Linked DNA regions of Mus musculus: region 1 is linked to region 2. Evidence: chromatin contacts called from public HiChIP or PLAC-seq data. All regions are on one chromosome and are shown on one strand. The core of a region is the stretch at or near the end of the contact, and the rest is flanking DNA. Distances in the headings are between cores, read along the strand shown. Region 1 has its middle 8.5 kb from the start of Actl9. Region 2 holds the start of Zfp472 (zinc finger protein 472).

Evidence for each region. HiChIP or PLAC-seq counts read pairs in DNA pulled down with a chosen protein or histone mark.
Region 1: an H3K4me3 HiChIP or PLAC-seq map of bone marrow-derived macrophages shows a contact between it and region 2, with 3 times the contacts expected there. The contact joins the enhancer-like site here to the promoter of Zfp472 in region 2. A contact is called at or near these places in 4 of 39 promoter capture datasets (the 3T3-L1 cell line, embryonic stem cells and liver), 1 of 115 datasets of contacts at active chromatin or transcription factors (bone marrow-derived macrophages) and 1 of 9 other capture datasets (macrophages).

The regions. Positions count from the first base shown.
Region 1 is chr17:33,438,312-33,444,478 of GRCm38.p6, forward strand. No RefSeq gene overlaps it. Among named protein-coding and RNA genes, the nearest start is that of Actl9, 8.5 kb to the left of the region's middle. Within about 2 kb of position 1,795, at least 45 of the 459 cell types and tissues checked have an H3K27ac peak or open chromatin away from gene starts, as enhancers often do. A contact at or near this core is called in bone marrow-derived macrophages and macrophages, where this site is marked.
Region 2 is chr17:32,961,547-32,967,382 of GRCm38.p6, forward strand. It overlaps Zfp472 (zinc finger protein 472), which reads left to right and starts at 4,285. Exons shown (of 4, transcript NM_153063.3): 1 at 4,285-4,383. The coding sequence starts at 4,363. It also overlaps the pseudogene Cyp4f41-ps.

The sequences.
Region 1 (6,167 bases), core at 545-3,044, 470 kb after region 2:
GTGCTTTGGGGATAGCACTTGAAATGTAAATGAAAATATCTAATAAAAATATAAGCAAAAGATCAGTAAGACTAAAAATTCCAAAATGAGAAAGTCCATAAAAGGTTCCTTTTTAAAGTTTTCTCACTGTATTTTCTACGCCATTCTCTACCTAACATAGATCATAGACAGACAGACATGTCACCACACACACACACACACATCCTACATACATCAGATACAACACAGTACATACAAAGACACAATAAAACTTCACATTCACGCATACCACACACATCAGACACACTTACATGCTCTCACACATCAGACACAATCACACACCTGCACACACACCACACACACCTTTTCTGTCCTCTCGTTCTCCCGTTATCACTCTAACATGGTGACTTTCCCAGAGTATGAATGTGCTTCTTTGTGAAGCACTGTAATTTGGCCCAGAAGTTTGCTGGATTACTTCACTTAGTATATCTTCCAGTTCTACCCATTTTCCTACAAAGCTCACAATTTTATTTTTATGGCGGAATAAAAGACTACAAACAGGAAGGAAGGGAGGGAGAGAAGTAGGGAATCAACCAAAACTGAGTATAAAATGCCCTAAGAAAATCTGTTACTTTGTATGCTAATTTTTCTTTCCCTTCCTTTTATTAAAAAATAGATTTTTTTCTCATATAATATATCCTAATTACAGTTGCTCCTCCCTCTACTCACAGTTCCTCCCCCACTTCCCCTCCCATTCGGATCCACTCCCTTTCTGTCTTCCATTAGGAAGGAACGGGCTTTTCAGAGGTAACAACAAAACATAAGGAAATAAAATATAGTAAGATAAAACATGTATGCTAGGTTTTTAATGAAAGCAAAATTCATTTTAAGAAGAAAAAGAGAGGAGGGAGGAGGGGGTCAGGGAGAGGGGTGGGGTGGGGGAATGGCAAGACTAACAGGCTAATTATACATTCTAGCCTAGGGGTTGAGGCCTACCCTAAATCTGCCAATCTGCCAGGTTACCAAGGTGAAAGCAGACACTTTTAGTTCTTCCCACCAGGGGGCAGCACCTTCAAGTTTAAGAGACCATGATAGCTTTGACTCTAATGCTACAACCCTGCATTCCTCAAGTTGTGGTGATCCCATTCCAACCATAAAATTATTTTCATTGCTACTTCATAACTTCAATTTTGCTATTGTTATGAATTGTGATATAAATATCTGTGTTTTCTAATGCTCTTAGGTGATCCCTGCGAAGGTGGTGTTGGACCCCCCAAAGGGGGCTTTAAAACAACAGGTTCAAAGGCAAGGGTAGAGGCATCAGGAGGAAACTCCTCCAAATGAGAAGCGGGTGGAAGTTGAGAAGAGAGGAAATTTCACTTATAAAAGGGGGAGAGAGCCGAGGGAGAGAAAGAGGGAGGCAGAGGTTGGGTTTGGGGGCGGGGTGAGGTAGGACACAGAGGAAGACAATGAAAAACAGCACTGAAGTTGGGAGGGAAACATGGAGGGGGTATAGGAAGAATGGGAGGGGAAGAAGTAGGGTAAATTTATTCAGAACACATATGTGTCTGAAATTATCAATGAAAAAAAATAGACTGTCTCAAATGCCACTAGAAGTGTGTAATGTTCAGAAAACCCACCTTCCCCCAGCCTACTAGGACACTAGACTGTTTAAACTAAACTGACTTTACAATTCCATGGATTAGTCCATCTACAACCACTCCAGGCCCAGAGCATTCCCATTTGCATACTCCCAGAGATGAGATCACTACCTGGATATTATTAGAACTCTCACCCCGTCGAATGAATCATTAGGCTCCACCCAGCGCCAGACGATAACATCTGCCCACACACACCCTAAAGCCCATGTGATCTCAAACCCAGAGAGCCCAGATCCCTCAGTTCTGGCTAAAGTCATTCACAAATATACATTGATCACACACAGTGATCTAGGAAAAATAAAGTCAAGAAGGCATGGGGGTCTCTCTGCCTCCCAAGTCCTTGTGCCCGAGACAGTCTATCACTTTTAGACCAGGTTTCTCCAACTCGCAGTTGCTGGCATCTGTCCCTTTCACAGAAGTCCAAGTCCTTTTGTTCTGAAGACACCAGAATCCATTCCCTCTCTCGAGCCTTCTGATCCCAGCCCAGTCCTTTGTCCTACAGGAACCTTCAAGTGTGTGTGTGTGCATGTGTGTGTGTGTCTGTGTGTGTGTCTGTGTGGGTGTGTGTGTGTGTCTGTGTGTCTGTGTGTGTGTGTGTCTGTGTGTGTGTCTGTGTGTGGGTGTTTGTGTGTCTATCTGTCTGTGTATGTCTGTGTGTCTGTGTGTGTGTCTGTGTGTGTCTGTGTGTGATGTATGAATTGCAGAGGGAGTACACTTATAAACTTGTGTGCAGAGGCCAAAGGATAGCATTGGATATCCTGCTGTACTTCTACTTCTCTGCCCTCTTCTCTTAAAGTGTGGTCTTGTTGAATCTCAAGTTGGACATTTCTGCTAGTCTGGATAACCAGTGAGTTTCCAAGATAAGCCCATTTCCTATCTCTCAGTGCTGGGGTTACAGGCATTCACAGTCATGCACAGCTTTTACATGAGTCTGGGGATCCAAATGCAGTCTGTCATATTTACATAGTAAACACTCTTACCCACTGAGATACCTTCCCAGCTCTTAGGACCCTGATCTCTCTCCAGGGGGGATCATTACACAGGTCTTAGAAATCATAAATCAGAACATACTGTCCACTGCTCAGAATTTACTGGTGACTTTTTATAACATGCAAATAAGTTCTGCCCATCTTTCTAAACCTTTCTTTAGCTGCCCTTCCCATTCCCCTCTACTCAACTACGCTTGCACTTTTTCTTCTTTCCTGTTTTGAAACACAGGAAATATGGCTAAAAGGAGAGCACAAGGGTATGCCCTAGTTCAATCTGGGCTGGCAGAAGACCTAACAAAAAATTAGGCTGTGTATCATTGTATAGTTCAGGATAGATGAAGGCAGGAGATCAGAGTTCAAAGTCAGCCTTTTTTATGTAGTCTAAGGCCAGCCTAGATCCAAAAGGGGAAGGAGGGACTGGAGAGATGGCTCAGTCAATAAACACTTGCCTCACAATGTGAGGAAACTTTAGTTCCCAGAGCAAAGGGGGGGGGGGGAGGAGAACAAAGAGAGGGAGGGAGGGAGGGAGGGAGGGAGGGAGGGAGGGAGGGAGGGAGGGAGGGAAAGGAAAGAAGAAAGAAGAGAGAGAAGGGAAGAAAGAGGGGAGGGAAGAAAAGAAGAAAAGGAAGAAGTTGCATATGATGGCATGCCCCATAATCTCAGCAATATCAGGACAGAGGGCAGATGACTGTGCTACCCACTCTCCAAAAGGGCTTCCTTGTTTGGCCTCAGTGGGAGAGGATGCGCCTAATCTGACAGAAATTTGGTGTGACAGGGATGTATGATACTCAGTGGGGACCCCACCCTCTCAGAGGAGAATGAGAGAGGGACTGGAGGACAGCATTTCGGATGTAAATAAATAAATAAATAAATGTTTGTTTGTTTGTTTGTTTGTTTTTTAAAGATAGAAGGTGGAAGCAAATGGCTCCCTGGAAGTTCCTGGTCTACATGGCAAAGTTCCATGTCAATGAGAGATTTTTTTTTTCTCAGACAGAAAGCACAGAAAGTGCTTAACGTATCCTCTAGGTTTCCCTCTAAGCTCTACAAAGGTACAGTGCAGTGTGTATGAGCACCCATATATACAAACACACAGAGGCACACACTAAATTAATGGGGAAATGAGTTCTGGGGAGATAGTTCAGGGCTTGACTGCTCGTTCTTCCAAAGGACCTGAGTGTGTTTCCCTGTTGCAATTAATCTCTCCCCCCCCCAAATATGCCCCAGCGATGAAAACACAACTCAATTAATATGAATACATGCTATTTTCCATAGATTGGGCAGATCTACTGCTACACTACCATCTTCCACATCTATGAAACCACTTAGAACTTGAGGTTTCTTCAGGCCATGTGCTTCTGCTCTGCTTTTCTTCTTCTTCCCCTCCTCTATATCCTCTCCCTCTTCCATTTTCTCCTTCTTCTCTCTCCCTCCTCCTGCTCCACTTTCCCTTTATCTGCCTAATCATCAGCTCTCCTCTATTTTACAAATTAAGGTGGAAAGCAGGTTTACAGGAAATCACCTGAGTGCTGACTTCCTTTTGGGAGCCACTCACAGGAGAACAGAATTAACATCAAATATAATTAACCCCAGGGCTATCCACAACTTTTCCCAGCATCCACATCAAGTGGCCCACAACTGTCAGATGGTCTGACACCATTTTCTAACCATGCACTTAAAACTAAAAACTTTTAAAAGATTGCTGGCCATGTAACACAGTATTTAAGTCTTTTTAAATTCACATGATACTATTGGTGTTATAAGATATGAAGCGGAAGGGTAGACTTTCTGAAAGGACATTACAATCCTTTCTGGGACAGGGGTTCATGGATTTCCTATGTACACAGTAACTCGGTTTCTTTTCCCGCGGCTGTGAGAAAATACTCTGACAGAAATAATTTAAAGAGAAAGGATTTGTTTGGCTGACAGCTCAAGGAACTTGAAGAGTCTAGTCATATCATCACAGTCAGGAGATTAGGGATACATGCAAGCTACTGCTTCACTCTTTCTCCACTGTAAACAGCCCAGAATCCTCTGTAGGGAATGGCTCTGCCCATGTCAATTATTTCATCAAGATTCTTCCCTCTAAGCATACACAGAAGCCCTTCTCCCAGGTGATTCTAGGTTCTGTCGAGTTTAAGATTAGCACTACCTGTTGCATGATGGTTGTATCCTGTTAGATGAATGTAAAACTATATGATGTCCCTGTTTTGGCAATTAATCATGACGTAAGGAGAGACACCTGGGGTCAACTTGACAAGAGGTAGATATGTGTGCTGGTGAGCTTCATGTATCATATTGGCTGGATCCTGTTACCCAGGTGTTAGGTCAAATACTAGATGTTTCTAGGGAGATATTTTTAGGTATAAGTAAGTTTCTGATCAATAGACTGAGTAATGTAGATTCTTATCTATAATAGGACAACCCTCACCTAATCAAGCGAATGTCTTAATAGAAAGAGAATAGTCTCAGATCCAAACAGTACTCTCTGCTTCTTTGCAATGCCCTTAATAACATATTTGAGAAGAAGAGGAGGAAAAAGAAATGGAGAAAATGGAGGCAAAGGGGGAAGGAAGGAAGGAAGGAAGGAAGGAAGGAAGGAAGGAAGGAAGGAAGGAAGGAAGGAAGGAAGGGAGGGAGGGAGGGAGGGAGGGAGGGAGGGAGGGAGGGGGAGACAGGAAAGGCTCTGTCCTACACCTAAAGAAAGATATCATCATCCTTCTCCTCTCCTCTTCCTCTTCTTCCTCCTCTTCGTGTAGCCATCAACTGCCTATAAATCTTCATGAAAGGGCAGGTTCTCCAAGAACTTCTTCTATCTCTGTGACAGAATGTCAAGCATAAACTTTTGCAGAATGTCAAGCATAAACTTTTGCAGGTCTTATGATGCAGATAATCACAGATGCTTAGTTGAGTACAACACAGCATCGTGTCTGGAAAATAGTGACCACTCCTTCCTGCTTTTACATTCTTTCCTGCCCCATGATGTTCTCTGAACTTTGAGGAAGATGGGGAAATATATTCTCCCATGTAGGGACTCAACAGTCACATATTCTCAGAACTTTTGACTATGAGTCTCTACAGTTCCTGCTGAAAAAAAAAAATAAGTTTCTCTAACCAAAGCTGACACCAACACTAAACTATACGCCCTGGTGCAAATGTTCCTAAGCCCCTGGATTCTCCCACAATCCCAGGAGATATAGTAAAATTGCCATATCAGGTCTATGAAGATAGAAATGGAAAGTCTAAAGTTGAAACAAAGCTAGCCTGAGCCCTCTCTTCTCTGTGCAGGGGCTGAGGCCTGGATCAGAGTCCCTTGCCTTCCTCTCTCCTCCTCAGAACCATGACAAAAAGATGATGGTCAGGAAGCCTGGTGGGTTGGGGGGCAGGACAAACCACTGAAAAGAAGTTTTCAGAATTTACAGTGCCCTGAAGAGAGGGGAGGTAGGGGCTGTTCTCCCTTCCTTGCAGAGAATCACAGCAAGTCCTGAGGATCATACTGGTGACCTTAGGGATGGGGAAGCTGTCCTTTCCACCCCTTTTT
Region 2 (5,836 bases), core at 3,035-5,534:
TCTGTTCACAGCCCTAAGACACAGTCCATTACCATCTCAGAATACACACACACACACACACACACACACACACACACACACACACACACACAATTTAGGAGTAAAAAGGAAGACTTTAGAAGCCATGAGAAGATCACTGTTTCAAGACAAGCCTGGACTACATACAAAGCAAAATTTCATTAAAAAACAAAAACAAGGGGCTGGCAAGATGGCTCAGCAGGTAAGAGCACTGACTGATCTTCTAAAGGTCCTGAGTTCAAATCCCAGCAACCACATGGTGGCTCACAGTCACCCGTAATGAGATCGGATGCCCTCTTCTGGTGTGTCCGAAGACAGCAACAGTGTACTTATAATAATAAAAAATAAATCTTTGGACCAGAGCTAGCAGGGACTGGGTGAGCGGGGTTGACTGGAGCAAGCAGAGGTCCTAAAAATTCAATTCCCAACAACTATAAGGACTCCCCCACGTTCTGACTCAGGAGAGGTGACATACCAAATCACTCGCAAGAAACGGTCTTGATGCAAACCACTAGAGGACTTTTATTCCAAGAGCACTCTGGGGCCCACAGTCATATACCTTGCAGGGGTAGAGGACCATGTGGACACTGAGTAGCTGGGCAAGGGGATATTTAAAGGAAGAAACCACAACCCAAGGGGGTAGGGAGGGCATTATTGGAAAATACCAAGAATAACAGTGAAGAATCACAGGGGGAACTAAAAATCACAAGGGAAAACTCCCTGCTTCTCAAGATTGTTCTCAAGATTTTAATCTAACTTTTGTGGCCAGCCAGGTCCTGGAACAGGGTCACTGAACTGGCTCATGTGTTCTGTGGTCAGCCAGTTCTTGGAACAGGCTGCTTCAGGGACCAACTATTTTTCTTTCTTGGCTCCAACATGGTCTAGGGGGCCAAACTTAAATTTTCTACCTTACACATGAAGGCTCACAACCATCTGTATAGCTACAGTGTAGTCACACAGACTAAATCAATCAATCAACCAATCAATCAATCTTAAAAACAAACAAACAAAACTTCAACAACAACAACAAAACCCAAGAACAACAACAAAAAAAGCAAGCCTGCATAGTGTGACACTCCTTTAATCCCTGCACTCAGGAGGCAGAAGCAGGCAGATGTCTGTGAGTTTGTGGCCGGCATGGTCTATACAGTGAGTTCTGGTCAGGCAGAGCTACACAGCGAGACTCTACATGACCCCAGATGGAACACCTGAAAGAATGTGGGGGCTACAGCAGCTTGAGCGCTGGCTGAACCCCTAGCTGGGCTGTGAAGGGCCCAGTGAGCTCTTCTGGAAGGTACAAGAACAAAAGAGATTTGTTTTCCTTTGTAAAAAATGAGAGGGTGAGTGACATTGGGGGTCTAAGAATGAATGTGACTCGCTGATTCTTTTTATCCTTTCTAGTTTTTGGACTTCTCTTTCTTCTCCTTTCTTTCTCTCTTCTCTTCATTGCCCCCCAACCCCAGATGACAAAACTCAGTTGGAATACCACCAAACATGCCAGGCCATGGAGAGAATGAAAGCTCTTAAAGGAGTGTAGCCCTCATGTTATAAGAAGTTCCCCATTTCCTGACAGTATCAACCTGTTACCTCTCTGTTGCAGAAAATCTTCTCCCAAATATGCTCCGGCAATGAAAACACAACAGAGTTAATATGATTACAAGCTGTGCGCCTAGATTGGGCAGACCTGCTGCTACACTACCATCTTCCACCTTTATGAGACCCCTTAGAACTTGCGGTTTCTCCAGGCCATGTGCTTCTGCTCCGTTTTTCTTCTTCTTCCTCCTCCTCCTTTGCATCCTCTCCCTCTTCCATTTTCTCCTTTCTCCTTTCTCTCTCTCTCTCTCTCTCTCTCTCTCTCTCTCTCTCTCTCTCTCACACACACACACATACACACCCCTTCTGATCTACCTTTCCTTTTATCTGTCCAATCATCAGTTCTCCTTTACTTTACAAATTAAGGTGGGAAGCTGAGAGCTGACTCATTCCTTGTTCACAACCACTCAAAGGAGAACAGAATTAACAGCAAATATAATTAGCCCCAGGGCTATCCACAACACCTCTTCCATTGAGGGGTTGCAATAGTGGTGGATCATTTTGTCAATTTAGATGGATTAAGGCACTTAGTGATTTAATCAGGTGCATCTATATGTGGTAATGTCAAGTGCTTTGTGGCCCTCAGTGGTAGAGCCCATGTCTGGCATTCAAGAGGTCCTGGATTCCTTCCTTGGTACTGTAAAAGGAGATGATAACCTTGGTTAACATGAATGGGGCTCACCCTTTAGCTGAAAGGCCACGAGAGCAGACTTTTTCAGTGAAGACAAAATTCTGCTCTGTGTCTATAGCCTCAGCATGTGTGAGTTTCTGCTTGGATCTAGAGGCTCTACAGGGTTTGAACTTGTCAGTCAAATAACCACATGGATCAAGAAGGCAGGCATGCTACACATGTGTAATCCCCTCCTCTGAGAGGCTGAGGCATAAGGAGTATAAGTTTAAAGTGAACCTGGGCTATATACCTCAAGTTAAATATGAAGCATATCTTCAGATAAATATATATGTAGATAGAATGCAATTTAGTCAAAAATCTGTGGCTTTAACAAAACACCCTGGATAAACAGTTTATAAGGAGGAACTTATTTTGGCTCTTGGTTTTAGGTCACAGTCAGCTGATCTCCTTGGTTTAGGCCTGAGGTAAAACAGAGGATCATGGTGGGAAGCCCAAGGAGTCAAGTTGCTCATCTCATGGTGGCTGGGAAGTAAATAGATAAATGTTCATGCTTGGTTGCTTAGGAAAGGGCTAGAGTTCCAATACTTGCTTCAAGGGCACATCTTTCAGGACTTTACTTCCACTCAGCAGCCCCCCAATCACTAAGTTTCCATCACCTCCAAGCAGCATCCGCGGACCATATCTTCAACACACAAGCTTTGGTATTTAACATCAAACCCCAAACTAAAAATTAAGTCATTTTATCCAGCTATACCGTTCTAGATATACACGAAGAGAGTAAATGTCACCATGTAACTAAGATTCCTGCACACATATTTATTGCAGCATTGAGCATCCAAGTGATGGAGTCACCCAAGGAGCCTAGCAGTGGAGGAACAAATGGATAGAATATATGTGGTATTTATGAAAGTGAAGTATTATTCATCCACAAAAGAATGTTGTTTGCAAAAAAAAAAAAAAAAAAAAAAACACGGAACTGGAGATCATCATGTTAGGGAAATGAGCCAGGCTCAAATCAACAGATATTACATGTTTGCTTTTATATGATGAGCCTAAGTAGGCAAAATGAAAGTAGAAGGATGTTTATTAAGGCAGAGGGATTTTTAAAAAGCCAATCAGAGTGAACATAATCAAAGTTATTTCACAGAGGAATTTAAACAGAAATCAGTTTTGGTTTGCTATCATGGCTTTTCCCAGCTTACTCTGATTGAAGAGCAAAGGATTTATTCAAAAGTGACGTTATGACACTATTTGTATGTCGGAAAAAAAAAATACCAGGAAGAGCCCGCTGAGCCCAAGAGGCTGTGAATGGGGCTGGAGAGTTGGTGGATAAGGGCGCATGATAAACACCTAGGACTGGAGTTCAGATTCCAGCACTCACGTTAGAGATCCCCTGCACATTTCTGAATCACTATCTATGAGGACGGCTCAAATAAGAGGATCGCTGTGGCTAGCTGGCTTCCATTATTAGCCAAGGAAACCCGAGCCCCAGGTAAAGTGATGAGTGAAACAAACAAACAAACAAACAAACAAACCCTGCCTCAATGGAAAAGCGAGTGGACTTCTGCCGTCTTCCGGCCTCAGTGAGCACTCGCGCACACACGGATTCATCCACGTAGACACATAAAACTAACAAATCTTTCAGAAGCCCTGGACCTGTGTGTGGTGTAGACGGGAGAATTCTGACTATATAGCTCTGGCTGACTCGAAACTCAATAACGTAGACAAAGCTAGCGTGGAACTGGTATTAAAAAGTGCACCACCACTCCCGGGCTGGAAGGTGTTCTGAAATGTGATAACCCTCCAGGATGAAATCACATTTATTTCGGAGAAAAGGTATGAGCTTGGACAGGGCAGTTGTTGCAATCTGTACTTACAGACCCATTTCGGTGGTAAGCGTTGCTGAACCTGATAACTCAGTTCTAAGGAGTTGGGTCCGGAATAATTCACGAACCAGGGTGACTGTTACTCCCCTGAGCTATCCAATAAGAAGCACGGATAGTGGAGGGTGGCTCCCTTGCCGCCATATTTGAGTTCCGGGTAGCTGGAGGGAGGAGAGTTGTGCTTGAGCTTCCCGGTGCCTGTTCTGCCGACTGCCGCTCAGTAGGAAGAACGCCTGGATGCATCAGAAGCAGGAAATGGTGAGTGTGCCCTGGACTCTTGGAAGGTGGGCGGAGGGTTCTGACACTGCCACGGCTTTGCTGTAAGGTGGCGCCGGCTCCCCGACGTGTGCAGCAATTTGAGATGGACTTTGGGAGTGCCGTCAACCCGGGTGCACTTGAGTTGTATGCTCTGTTAGCGGAGTCCCGTCCTGTCCCTTCCCTGTGAAGCTGCTTCGTCCCTAGTTTCTAGTCCTCCCATGACGAGCCTGCGCCGCGAACCCGAGCCTCCGCTGACATTGCAGCTGCCAAGTTGGTGACGCCGCGTCCAGACTGCGGTGAAGGCACGTGGGTGGTGTGCACTGTTTTGCACTTTTTCATTTCCTTGTTCCCTGCTTTAGTTTTACACTGTGGTCATCCTGAAGAGAGGCTCGTGCTCGTGTGTTCTCTCTCTCTCTCTCTCTCTCTCTCTCTCTCTCTCTCTCTCTCTCTCTCTCTCGGCTTCTTTTTTAAAGTACTAGGGATGGAACCTCAGGTCTCATGCTAAGCGAACGCTTTACCATAGACCTGTAGACCTGTATCTCCATCCCTCATCCTGAGTTCACAGCTGGATTTGTTAGCTGTGATAGGCAAAATTCCCTATTTGTATGTACTGATTAATTAAGCTGATCATTTCTGAAGTAAAGGTTAGATTTTGGAGACCTTTTCCAAAGGAAAGTCTCGATAGCAGTGAAAAAGCCCAGGGCAGGGAGGGATTGTGTTGTTCTGTCCGTTTATACGGGATTTCACTGGGTACCATTGGCTGGTCTGGAAAGAGTTATGTAGACCAAACTAGTCTGGAACTCTAGATCCTCCACAGTGCTACGTGTGTTTCTGCTCATATGGGAGGGTATTCTGGGACTTGGAAGCCCAGGAGCCATACATACAGCTCTGAAGGGAAAAGGTGTCCCAATGAGGACATCCTCAAACACGGGAGCCCAGGAACCACACAGCTCTGAGAGGAAGCCTCCTCAGCAGTTCCCAGAGGAGGGTATCCCCAGCTGAGCTGAGGAGTTTAGGAGCTTACAGGCTTCAGCTGCCCTTTCTCTTCTCTTCTTTGCTTCTTTTCTTCTTAGCTTCTTCTGATGAGAGCCACTCCAGGCAGTAGATCTTATAAAGGAGACTTATTGGAGAGAAAAATGGAGAGGGATGGCTGCCCTCTGCTCCCAGAGCTGACTGACATGGGAGAATTGGACAAAGGGCAGGACTTGGATAGGATTTCTTAGAGAGTGGACAGAAATTTCCAGATTGAGGTGTGGTGTGAGTTCAAGTCCTGAGCTTGGGATTTCCTGTTAAGGGATTGGTGGGTTTTTTTCACCCTTTCCCCTGCATTGGGCCCATGGGTTAAGATGGGAAGTCCTTCCTGGCTTCAGGTTGCCTGGGCTGATGGGCCATCCTTGTGGAGCTGCTCCAGGAGGCTGGAGAGGAGGTGCTGCCACTGTGGACAGCTCCTGTG